Linked DNA regions of Mus musculus: region 2 is linked to region 1. A link is a contact called in public Hi-C data. All regions are on one chromosome and are shown on one strand. The core of a region is the stretch at or near the end of the contact, and the rest is flanking DNA. Distances in the headings are between cores, read along the strand shown.

Region 1 (5,881 bases), core at 1,452-3,951:
GGTTTCTTCTGGTCTTTAGACACATGAGATAATGAATTTCTATTGCTCCAAGTTACTATGGTAACTTGTGACACGCTCAATCTATACTGCATCATCTATATCTGTATCTATCTATATTTCTATATCCACATATCTTTTTACGTATCAATATTTATCATCTATCTATCTATCTATCTATCTATCTATCTATCTATCTATCTATTGTCTGTCTGTCCGTCTGTCTATCCACCCTTTTGTAGTCCATCCACCCATCTCATCCACCCATCCAATGCTGAAATTTGGAGGCCATCATCCTCACTGGTTTCACTCTCAGGTCTTCCATTTACTTATATCCAGTACAGAGGCACAAAAAAGTTATTGTTAACCAAGCTGGAGTAAACAATGATAAATCACCTTCTAAGAATATAATTGAAAATCTAGTGAAGGAACAACAAAGACCAAGACAAAACAAACCATCCTTGTGTTGGATAACATCTACTATCAACCTGATAGAACCTAGAATCACCGTGGGCTCCTGCCTCTGGGCAAGTCTGTCTGTGGAGAAGTTTCCAGATTGAGTTAATTGAATTGACAAGATCCACCCTATGAGCAGCACTATCTCATTGGCTGGAGTCCTGGACCAGCTAAAAAGGAGGAAATGAGCTGAGGACCAGCGGCCATGGTGTTCTGCTTCTGGTCTGTGAGCACTGTGTAGCAAGTTGCCCCATGTTCCCACTATCATGCCTTCCCTGCAGTGATGAACTGGACCTTCTAACTACGAGCAGCAGGAACCCCTTCTTCCTTAAGCTGCTTTGGTTAGGGCATTTTGTCATAGCATCAAGACAAGCTACTGACTAACACCTAATAGAGGTGGCTATACTATTTAGGATTGGTGTTCCTCGTTTCTCTCAAAACACTTTTATTTTGCACTATTCTAAAACCTTTTGAAGCTTACCAGTGAACTGAAAAGCTATCAGAATTCAGGAAGAAAACTGAGGAGTACTTGCCCTGCCCTCTGGCTCAGCCAATTTGTACAGGGGCGGGGGGGGGGTGCGGGGGGGGGGGGAAGAGCGGCTGTCGTAAGTAAGAGCTGGCTTGTGTCCCTAACTTACCCTGGCAGTTGAAAAAAAAAGAAAGAGCCTCCTGGTTCCCAAGCATGTTACTCAGTAGGAGGGGTCAAAGTGCATCACACTCAGTCCCCAAATCACACCCGAGATACATTCATATGCCAGGAAAGAGGCACCGGTACAGGCTCGGCTTCTGAAGCCAGATGGGAAAAGTGACAGATTCTCAGAACTCACAACTGAAACATTAGGGCCAAAACAGAACCCATAGGCAGCCAAGGAATAGTCACAGCGACCCTCAACGCCACCCTAGACACTTCCATCAGGATGGCTACTTGGAGCCGCCATTTAGCCTGTGTAACCTCACACCACGGGGCATTTTTCTGAGCTACAGAGATGTACAGCACTTTACTGCCACACTCTGCCTCTGACTTGTGTTTTGTTAAAGGCTAAAGGGGGTGTGTAAGTGCCTTTACTTCGCCAGTTCCAAAGTCCTCCGCCCTGTCCTCTGAATCCCTTCCAACTGAGAGGACTCTGTGTTCCCTCTTCTGTAGCCCAGAAGACTGGGAGATGCCCCAAGATCAGAGCTACTCCACCTATGTCTCACACCCCAGGGATGGGGCAAAGGGCCTGGGACAGACAAGAGCATTAGGGTTGGGCTGTTTTTCTCTCTTCCATCTCTATGAATACCAGGTCCTCCAGGTCCCGCTCAGTCTAACACACTGATTGCAATGGCCCCCTGCCTTAAGCTCATCTTTCACCTCAGTAGTCCCCCAGCTTGCTTGTTCCTTTCCACAGTTCTTAGCCAGTTCCCAGAAAATGGTTTAGAAGTGTTGGATGCCTAACTCCCAGATTTCTGTGTTGGCCCTCTCTGAGTAGGGAGGTGAGTTCTCAGAGAGCAGAGCTCCATGTGTGGGCAGACTGGGAGGGACCCTAACCCTAATCAGCACAGACTACATAGTGAATGTCTAGATACCCATCCCTATCCATAGCCAACATCAATGGGTGCTCACTGTCCTATCACTTTCCCCTGCTCCTCTTATCCTGTGGAATATTGGTGCCCATCCCAGACATCATTTCAGCTGTAAATACTGCAGGATGCCCTGTTTACAGGAAAGACACACTGATGCTCTCATGCCCTGACACCTAATGTTAATTCTGAATGGTTGCTTAGCTTTCATGGCCTTAACTTACTGTATCCCGAAACAGTGGTGGGAGTTACCACCAAAACTCCCTTTGCAGACCACTAAGCCAAGGAAAGCCAGTGGTGTGATAATTCTGGTTTTGTGAATCAAAGGCCATGTGATCTTTCCACTCTGCCTTCACCTCGCTGGGGGCAGAGGATGACACGCTTGGAGAGCAGCTGGCTCTGAATGAGCCTCATGCCCACACAGCACAATGTCTTGAGTCTTCACTGTACTCTGCCCTTCTTGAATCTGAGCAAGAATCCACCCTATTTGGCTGCTTTTAGCATTCTTTACTTTTCTTACTTTAACAGTATAAAGTTATAGCTCTAGTCACGTTAACGACTTCTGGCTTTATTTGCAGTCTTTGGGGAGAGAGGCAGGAAAAGACACGACAGATTTCTGTGTGGATTCTCCAGCACAGTCGCTCCGGGGAGGGCATTCCCCAATGATTCATAGTGACTCATTCATAACTTCCCCAGCAGATCTCAGCAGCGAAGGCAAACGCAAAGGAATTTTCATGGTTGAGGGATGCCTCTTCCCCTAGCCGGCTGGGCTCCTACCCTGGAGTCCCTTTAACCTGGAGCCTTTCATCTAGGTGTGGATGTTGATGGGGAAGCATCGGAACTGAGAACTGGGTCTTGCAGGATCACTAGACAGATCTGTATGCATGGGATAACACTGCTCTCACAAAACAAAATTGTGAGTGCCAATGACTTCTTCCTCAGATATTGCAGTACAGCATCGATCGAAGGACAGGGGAGATGACCCCTCACTGAGAACCACAGAGTCTCCGCCCTCTGTATGCACCAGTTCTCAAACTGTTATCACATTGCATCAAAAATACCTGCATGTACATCTGGGTTAGTTTCCTTAGGTCAGGACCTCTGAGCCCCAGCTATCAAAAGCTAAGTAATTCCTGGATTGGGTAGGATGCTGTCCTGGGTATTTCAGGTACTTAGGTGGACTCTCTTCCTGAAGCCCTGATAACCCAAACTGCCCAGAGGTTTCCCGTTATCCCTAGGCGGGTAGAAATGTCCCTGAGGGAAAACCCCTGATTCAGCGCATAGACTCGGTAATCTGTGACCTCTGCAATAACTGTGTTTCAATAATACCCAGTAGGATTGACTCTGAGTATAAGTCTTAAAGTAAGGGTTGGATTCCAAGGAACTGCCATGCGAAGCAGGTTGGAGATACAGTGCGATACAGATGGGACAGGTGAGGCTCAGAAGGTTCTGGGTCTTCTCAGCTACACAGTTAGGAGGGACGTGGCGAGTAAGTGTAGATACACTACGTCCAAACCCTAATGAGGGGAAGGCAGAGAATAGGGAACTCAAAGGAGGCTCTGGATCCTCCAGCTTTCTAGCTCCGACAGCCAAGGAACAGGGCAGATGATGCCACACAGACAGAACATTCTAAGCGCCTGCAGCTGTTAATTATAGAGGAGCGTGTTCTGAGACATGCTTCAGTCTGGATGGAGCCTCTGCGCTGACTGCAAACTGCCTGGAGCCTTGTGATCCGACCGAGCGTGGGGAGCGGCGGAGTCAACTCTTAAAAGCCTTCTCCAGTCCTTAAACTAGAGAATTAATGATAAGTGATCATAATTTGAACCACACGTACAACGTGGGGTGGCCAGACAAGGCTCAGAGCCCCAGTGCAATTGGTTTGTGAATGAGTTTAGTTCCAAGGCTTAAACACTATCTTAATTAGGTTTGGAGCTCACTTCCCTTTTTCTGAACAGGAAAACAGAATGGAGTAAGTAGCGCCGTAAGCAGTAAGTAGTAGATTCATATTTGAAGGTTGGGTGGGAGACGGATTGGGATTCCCATGGTTTGTGATAGGTACCCAGTTTGCTGAACAGCAAAGGTCTAATTCTAACTCCCTGAGGGCTTTGTTTTTTTTTTTCTTTCAGCATCATGCTACTGTAGCCGAAGACATCAGCTTCCCACATCTGTAACTCAAATACACTCACCCATCTGAGCGTGCACAGCAGTGTTGTTAGCAGGCAGCCTGGGGGTGGATAGTTAGGGCCAGAGTGTTACCATGCCATGACTGCTTCAGCTCTCCTGAAATCCCCGGGAGAAACCTTAACCCTCAAGATGAGGATGTTTAGAGACAACTAGATCGTATGGACAGAACCCTTAGAATGAAATTAGTCACCTTATATACGATACCTAGGAGGTTTTCCCACTTTGCCTGCCCTGTTAGGATACAGCAAGATGTTCATCTAGGAGCCAAAAAGTAGCCTCTTGTCTGGATACTTTACTAAGGCTTTGATCCTGGATATCCAGTCCCCGGAACTACAAAAATAAAATGACATATCTGTTTGGCAGTCTATGGTTTCTGTAATGAACATAAAAGTTCAGTGCAAGTATAGGTTACCAGTCCTTGAGTTGTTGGTCAGAGGTGTCCTGGAGACCCTCCAAATAGTACAGGCTATTGCCATTGTTCCCAATTCCTCACCAGAACTTGGTGGTAAGACCCTACTGCAGATGATACCATGCATATATGTCGCATCATAGAGAGACATTGAGATGGTACTGATCAGGAAGCATTTTCCTGGCTGGCTAGCTTTATATTACTGGCAAACCTTATGCAGGCTGTTACAGAGAAAGTCATCAGTATTATTACCCAGTGGTAAGGCCATGTGAACTGCAATATGACCACTAGGGAAAGACACTTCCAGGAATGCAATGGTGGAATGAATGATATGGTGGTAACCAATTGGCAATTGGATTCAGGACCTGTTCCACAGGTGCAAACACATGCCTGGTAATGTAAACCTGACCAAGAACCCATGGCTGGGAGTTTACAGGTCAAAGTGATGAAGCTACTACTGTTATTTTGCTAAATGGTCATAGCATCAAACAGCCTCTAAAACCCATAGATTACCGCAGCTCTCAGACCCCCATCAGAGAAATTTCTATGTGCAGTGTGTAGTGGCTATTGCAGAAACTCATAACTGGTCAAAGTGCAAAGAATAACTGCCAGTGTATTGCTCATCCATAAATAGAACATACATGTCACACCCTCCCTAAGGCTCAGGGACCATCACAAAAGGGGTAGAAAGAGTGAAAGTGTCAAAGTTCTGGGAAGGCTGGAGTGACCTTCTGGACATGACAGTGACCTTCCGGACATGACAGGCCTGTTGTGATCATGAGGTCACAGCAGCTATGTTTTCTAGCACAAGATCCTCACACGATCAAAGCAGTCATCATCCGGGTATGAAGTGGGAAGGGATTCATGAGCCACAGATCCTATGCAAGGAGTTATGGACGTTGATGGTTTCTGGGAGAAAGAAAATCCATTTCCCTTAAGGGTGTGGCTCATGATAGGTTGCTCATGCTCCAGTGGAGAGCTCTACATTCAGGAGTAGATGGCCAGCATACATGAGAATCCCTGGACTTTGGGACAGAGGGAGGAAGGATAAATCTGGGAGGAGTTAGGGAAGAAGTGTGTGTGGGTGAATATGACAAAATATAATATCGTCAAAGAATTAATAAAATGATGATAAAATAAAAATTAATATCTGTTGTTAGGAAACTGCTCACTCTCTGGTATTTTATGAAGGCAGGCTGGCTGGACAGGAAGCATTCCATTCTAGGGAGGGCTAGTGACTGCTGAGGAAGGCATTAATGCATTCTACACTGATGC
Region 2 (5,668 bases), core at 2,123-4,622, 460 kb after region 1:
TCACCTGCGCAGACTAGTCTCGAAGGGATCCGGGAACCAAACTGGCTTCCCCAGGTGCTCTGGCAAAGCCCTCCTGTGCAGGGAGGACATCTGTCCTCTGGCAGGGAAGGTTCCTGGATGTCTGGAGCCTGAAACGGGGTCTGCCTCAGAAGCTGTCCCCTAGGGACACCTTGGGGGTGTCCTCCCACTCCTCACCCAGGTGACCCGGTGCTGGTGCTGACCTGAAGGGACTTGTGACCCTGGTCAGGCCGGGTTTACTGCTTCCCTAATGCTGTCTCAGCTCCTACAAGATTGGAATGGAACAGAAGTTGTGTTCCACTCACCGGTGGTCACAAGATTACGTGGAGAGTCCTCTAGGGACCTTGGGGTGTCCACCGACTCTGCACCCAAGGTGACCTGGTGCTGGTGCTGACCGGAAGGGACTCGTGACCCTGGTCTGGCCAGTTTTTTTGCTTCTCTAATGCTGGTCCCGCATGATTGGATTGGAACAGAAGATGTGTTCCACTCACCTGTGGTCGTAAGATTGTGTGGAGAGTCCTCTAGGGACCTGGGGGGGGGGGGTCCACCGACTCCGTGCCCAAGGTGCTTCCCTAATGCAGTCTCAGGTCCTGCGCAATTGGAATGGAACAGAAGTTGTGTTCCACTCACTGGTCAGTCCACCCATCTTTAATTCCCTGAAGTTCCAAATCCTCAAACTTCATTTAGATATGTGTCTAACTTCTATAGACACTCCCTTAGAGGCTCAGTTTTAGAATGAGACTTCACATGGATAAATGTGTGGACCACTTAGAAATGTTTTTCTCACATACTATGGTATGGTGTTGCCAAGAGCTCGTGGTTGAGGCAAGGTACAATTTTGAAATATTCTGACCTTACGGATGAGAAAATTGCACAGCAAAAACACAACAGAATTTAGCTATTCTGAAATTGAGAACACTGCTAGATAAGTTATTGCATTGAATGAAATAATATCTATGAGTAATAGCATTTAAATAGTTTTGTAGTTGAGTATATTTTGTTTCTTGTGAGTGGGAGGAGTATTTCAATGAAGGAATTATTTATCAAGAGACAAAGTTTTTTAAAAATCTCCCAAATTGAACTTCCTTGGATAAATTAGCTAGAGCTGGCATGCAATTCAGGATTGAAAACAAAAAGACCAAAGGAGACAAGCGATCCCTTGGGGTGGGGTGAGGTTAGCTGATGTACCATAAGAAAGGAGAACATTTGACAGTCCCTTCAACCCTGCCTAAGAACTGTGGTTTCTGCTCTCTGTTTAGCTCTTCTGCATAGCTGTTTGTTTATGCTACTAAAGGAATCCAGTATCTCATAGCAGCCATTGTTGTAAAACTGTCAGGAACTCTTCTACCCCAGTGGATTAGCCTAACTCTAAACATTCATCTTTTTTAGCGAACCGGTATCACCAAAACATATATAATTTTTATATATACAAATAAAAAAATGAATGTCTGGGCAAGTACGAAACAACATCTGTGTATAAATTTTTACTTTGCTTCTATCTTCCTAGTAATTCCATCTTCTAGAAATATAGCAATGCACACACCGGTGGCTGGCTGGGTGGACTTTCTTTATGCTTTTTTTCAGTTGTCTAAGTGTATCCTTGTACATGTCTAGTAGTTGGTATCATATTGGAATGACAGCATGTACACTTGACTATTTTTCTATTTTGTAATTTTTTTATTTTATAGATATGAGTATTTTGCCTGCATGTATATATGCGTACCAAATGAGTGCTTAGTGCCCACAAAGGTCAGAAGAGGGCATCAGATTCCCTGGAACTGGAGCTACACCACGGGAATTCTGAGAATTAATCCTGGGTCCTCTGAAAGAACAGCAAATGAATGTACAACTGCCCCTTCCTCTGTAGACAGTCTCTTTCCCCTAAAATCCTACACAACAGGGAAGGACTGCTCCGTTCAACATCCCTCCACTGGTTCTCACAGCGATTGATTCGATGACTGGTCAGTCTGAATCTGGTCCCAAGTTTTGCCTAAGTTCTTTGTTGTTGTTGTTGGGTTTTGTTTTGTTTTGTTTTGTTTTTGAAAGTGCCCTTCCTTTTATTTATTGTTTTATTTATTTGAATTACAAATATTCCCCACTTCCAAGTCCCCCCTCCAAGAGTTCTTCATGCCATCCTCCCTCCTCTTTTCCTCTGAAAGGGTGCTCCACACCCCATACACCCACACCCCAAGCTCACTCTGTCTTGCATTCCTCTTCCCTTACTAAATAGATTCACTTACTCAGATCCATCTTAAGCCCTAAAAATAGATTTGTGCATTTAAGTGTGTGTGTGTGTTTATTTAAAAGGGGCCTGAAGAGATGGATCAGTGGCTATTCTTCCAGAAGTTCTGAGACCAGTTCAATTCCCAGCAGCCACATGGTGGCTTATAACCACCTGTAATGGGATCTGATGGCCTCTTCTGTCTGATACTGTCTTCTGTCATGAAGGTATACATGCAAATAGCTTGGACATATACATAAATAAATAAATAAATAAATAAATAAATAAATATTTAAAACAGAAACAAATATGTAAAAGGAAAAGTTGGAACTCTAACTGAATAGAACTGTTTCATAAGCAAAGCTCTGTGGAAGTGGCCACAGAAGGTAACAAGGTCACCTGGAGACTGTCTCACAAGGCACTTAAGTTTTATGCAAATGCCATTTTCATGTTGGTTCTTATAAATAAATGCTTCCAGGCAAACCAAAAACATTCATGTTATTAGATTCCAGAGGCAACTGAGTGTTGGTGTTATCAAAGGTAATTTGCATATACAATTTGCATGCTATTTTGCAACCTTTCTGATTTAATGATTCATTAGAAATGATCAAATTATCCTGTTACTGGAACTGTTGAAAATAAATACAGTGACCCATTTTTTTTCTATTATCATTTGGCTTTGGAATATACACCTGTGCTGCATTATCTTTGAAGCTAAAACAAAGACATTTGCCATTAACTGTCTGTGGGAGGATAACAATTGCTCAGAAGTTTTTTAACACACACAAGTTAGATGTGTACACAAGCTGATTCCCAAACATTTACAAGAGCTATGTGAGTGTCTCTGATTTTCAGACTAAATTTGATTTTCTGGAGTAAATATGAAATTTTGATGCTGCTTTTTTTCCTCTTATTTTGCATGTTACCTGAAAGAGGATGTTGTCTCAAACCCTAAACCCCGAGGCAGCTGACTCCCCTTTCCCTCCTAGCCCAATATTTAGTCTTCCATTAGCGTCTAAACCATGGTTACCTTTAGTAAAATAAAGCCTTTTAGAGCCACTCCTCTGGTCGCACCCATCTGCTCATTCCTTCCTTTAAAAGCCCTTTCCTCCCAGTTGTATGAAGTTATCAGGTCTCCATGTTCATAATCAGCCTGTTGCCATGGGGAATGCTGAGTGCTGGGTGCCATCAGGGATGGTGAGTGAGGCTTCAAAATATTTTGAACCAAGCAAGATTGTTATTTCCTGAAAGCCAACTCAAGACAAACTGGAAAAATTACAATAGTTTTTCAGTCATTTGTTCAGAGTGAGATCATAGCCTTGGGGATTGAGCACTTGATTATAAAGAACTCTGAGGTCTTTGTCGGCATCATGCCTGCACTCAATTCCTGGGGCCCATAACAAACCACCAAGAACATACCAGTTTTAAACCACAGGCATTTATTATCTCCAAACTCTAGAGAACAGAAACCAGAAGACTATAAAGAAAAATGCATGCCTTGCCTCTCCTCTGTCTGGTGGGCCTGGGTGTTGGTTGGCTTGTGGCTTGGACACTTTGACCTCTACCTCCCTTTTCCTGTGGCCTTCTCTTACACTACAAACCTTCCCTCTGCTCTTCCGACAAGGACACTGATCGTTGAATTTGAGGCCTATCCAAATATGTTGAGTTGACTCTTACCTCAAGACCTTTCTTTCAATCCCATCAGTAAAGATTCTTTCTTCAAACAGTCATACTCATACATTTGGGGTAGATCTAAATTGCAGTGTAAACCACTCAACCTACCACACACCTTCATAGTGTTTCATCTTAAAACACCAAACACTTTACAAGCTGACCTATATCAATGAGGTTTTACATAATTAGGTCCTCTATGGCAGTTATAACTATCCTGAGGTGTGATTCACTGGAGGCTCCTTTCATCTCCTCACTCTCTGCTTTTATGATACAATGAAAACAAGACCCTGACCCAATTCTGGTGCAGACAAACACTATTAACACACTGAACCACAGCATTGCTCCATGGCTCTGTAATTCAATGAGTTGCCCATTGTTTGTGCTTTGGGATCTTTATTCAGCCACAGAAAAAAAGCCACAGAATATAACAATATTTCAGGGCCAGGTTGCTGGTTGTCTTCTTGCCATGGTTTGTGTCCTCCCAGCCAAGAACCTTTGTGGCAGGAGGCTTGATTCCCATGGTGACCCTATTAGGAGATGGTAGAACCTGGAATAGGTGGAGCCCAGTTAAACGCCATTAGATCACTAAGGATGAGAGAGTTTTTAAGTTCAAGCAACCATTTGCTAAATCTCATCTTATAATAGGTATAAAAGAGGTTCTTTCTTTAACTCACTAACTTACATATGGCCATTCCCTCCTTCAAGTGCTGCACTATAAAGTTCTACCAAGGGCAAGCTTGGCCATATAACCCACAATATACCATGCTACACTTTCAGCCTCCCAGACTGAAAGCTAGTAAACCTCTTTCTCATAACATTAGCCTTGGGTATATAAGTAATGACAACTAGACTAATATACTTCTATTTTATAATTTTTCAGATTAGAGTTTATAGATAATCAGTGTGCTATAAAATAAAGTTGGGATGTTTGGCCAGCAACTTATAAAAGAAAGATATAGTAGAATTGAATTGAATTGAATTGAATTGAATTGAATTGAATTGAAAATATACAAGATAAGTTAAGACTCAGCAGAAAACAAAACACCTATCCCATGTTTGTGTGTGTATGTGCTGTTTTTGTGGAGTGTGTGAGATGTGTGTGTGTATCTCTCTGTGTGTAACTGTGTGTATTCATTAGGTCAGGAAATGATGTTGCAGACTATATTTTAATACTATAATATAAAAAAAATCAAGCCGAAACAAGAAATCCATCTTAAGTGAGAGGGGGTTGTGGGCACAGAATATAATTGGTCCTTTTACCTAAGACAACACTCCTGCATCCTAAGCAGATGCAGGCTGGTGGGCACCCTTGTGACCCACAGATGCAATGGAAGCTGCTTCTGTGTAATTATTTCTAGGCAATTTCACACAGTCATTCATCTCATCAATTAAAAAAAAAAACATTTTAACATCATTTCACCCCAATCAGCAAATGTTCTAAAGATAGTCAAAGACTTACAATAGTTTCCCCTTGAAGATGGATTTCTGATTTCATTTATTAAAATACAAATTACCACTGATTATATACTCTTGATTAAAGCATTTTTAACTATTAGCCAACTCTAAAGTATAAACAAAACAAAGAAAGTTCTGCCCTGTGTGCTGAATGTGTATGTGTGACTGTGTGTGTTGGGGGTGGGGAGTGTTTGCATGTGAATATGCAAGTGTGCATAACTTCCTCTCATTTCTGTGATAAAACTCTGATTACAAAGGTTGTGGAGGAGCCGGGCTTGGTGGCACACACCTTTAATCCTA

The links. A called contact is a pair of places that touch in the nucleus more often than the background predicts.
Region 2: a Hi-C map of adipose-derived mesenchymal stem cells shows a contact between it and region 1, with 2.1 times the contacts expected there. The contact joins two enhancer-like sites. A contact is called at or near these places in 5 of 484 Hi-C or Micro-C datasets (CD4 T cells, adipose-derived mesenchymal stem cells, bone marrow-derived macrophages and 2 more) and 3 of 115 datasets of contacts at active chromatin or transcription factors (cardiomyocytes, fibro-adipogenic progenitors and kidney).

What each region holds. Positions count from the first base shown.
Region 1 is chr7:74,374,175-74,380,055 of GRCm38.p6, forward strand. The region is part of intron 2 of Slco3a1 (solute carrier organic anion transporter family, member 3a1); the gene reads right to left. Among named protein-coding and RNA genes, the nearest start is that of Slco3a1, 180 kb to the right of the region's middle. Within about 2 kb of position 2,702, at least 80 of the 459 cell types and tissues checked have an H3K27ac peak or open chromatin away from gene starts, as enhancers often do. A contact at or near this core is called in adipose-derived mesenchymal stem cells, where this site is marked.
Region 2 is chr7:74,834,234-74,839,901 of GRCm38.p6, forward strand. The region is part of intron 2 of 0610006L08Rik (a long non-coding RNA gene); the gene reads right to left. Among named protein-coding and RNA genes, the nearest start is that of 0610006L08Rik, 17 kb to the right of the region's middle. Within about 2 kb of position 3,373, at least 7 of the 459 cell types and tissues checked have an H3K27ac peak or open chromatin away from gene starts, as enhancers often do. A contact at or near this core is called in adipose-derived mesenchymal stem cells, where this site is marked.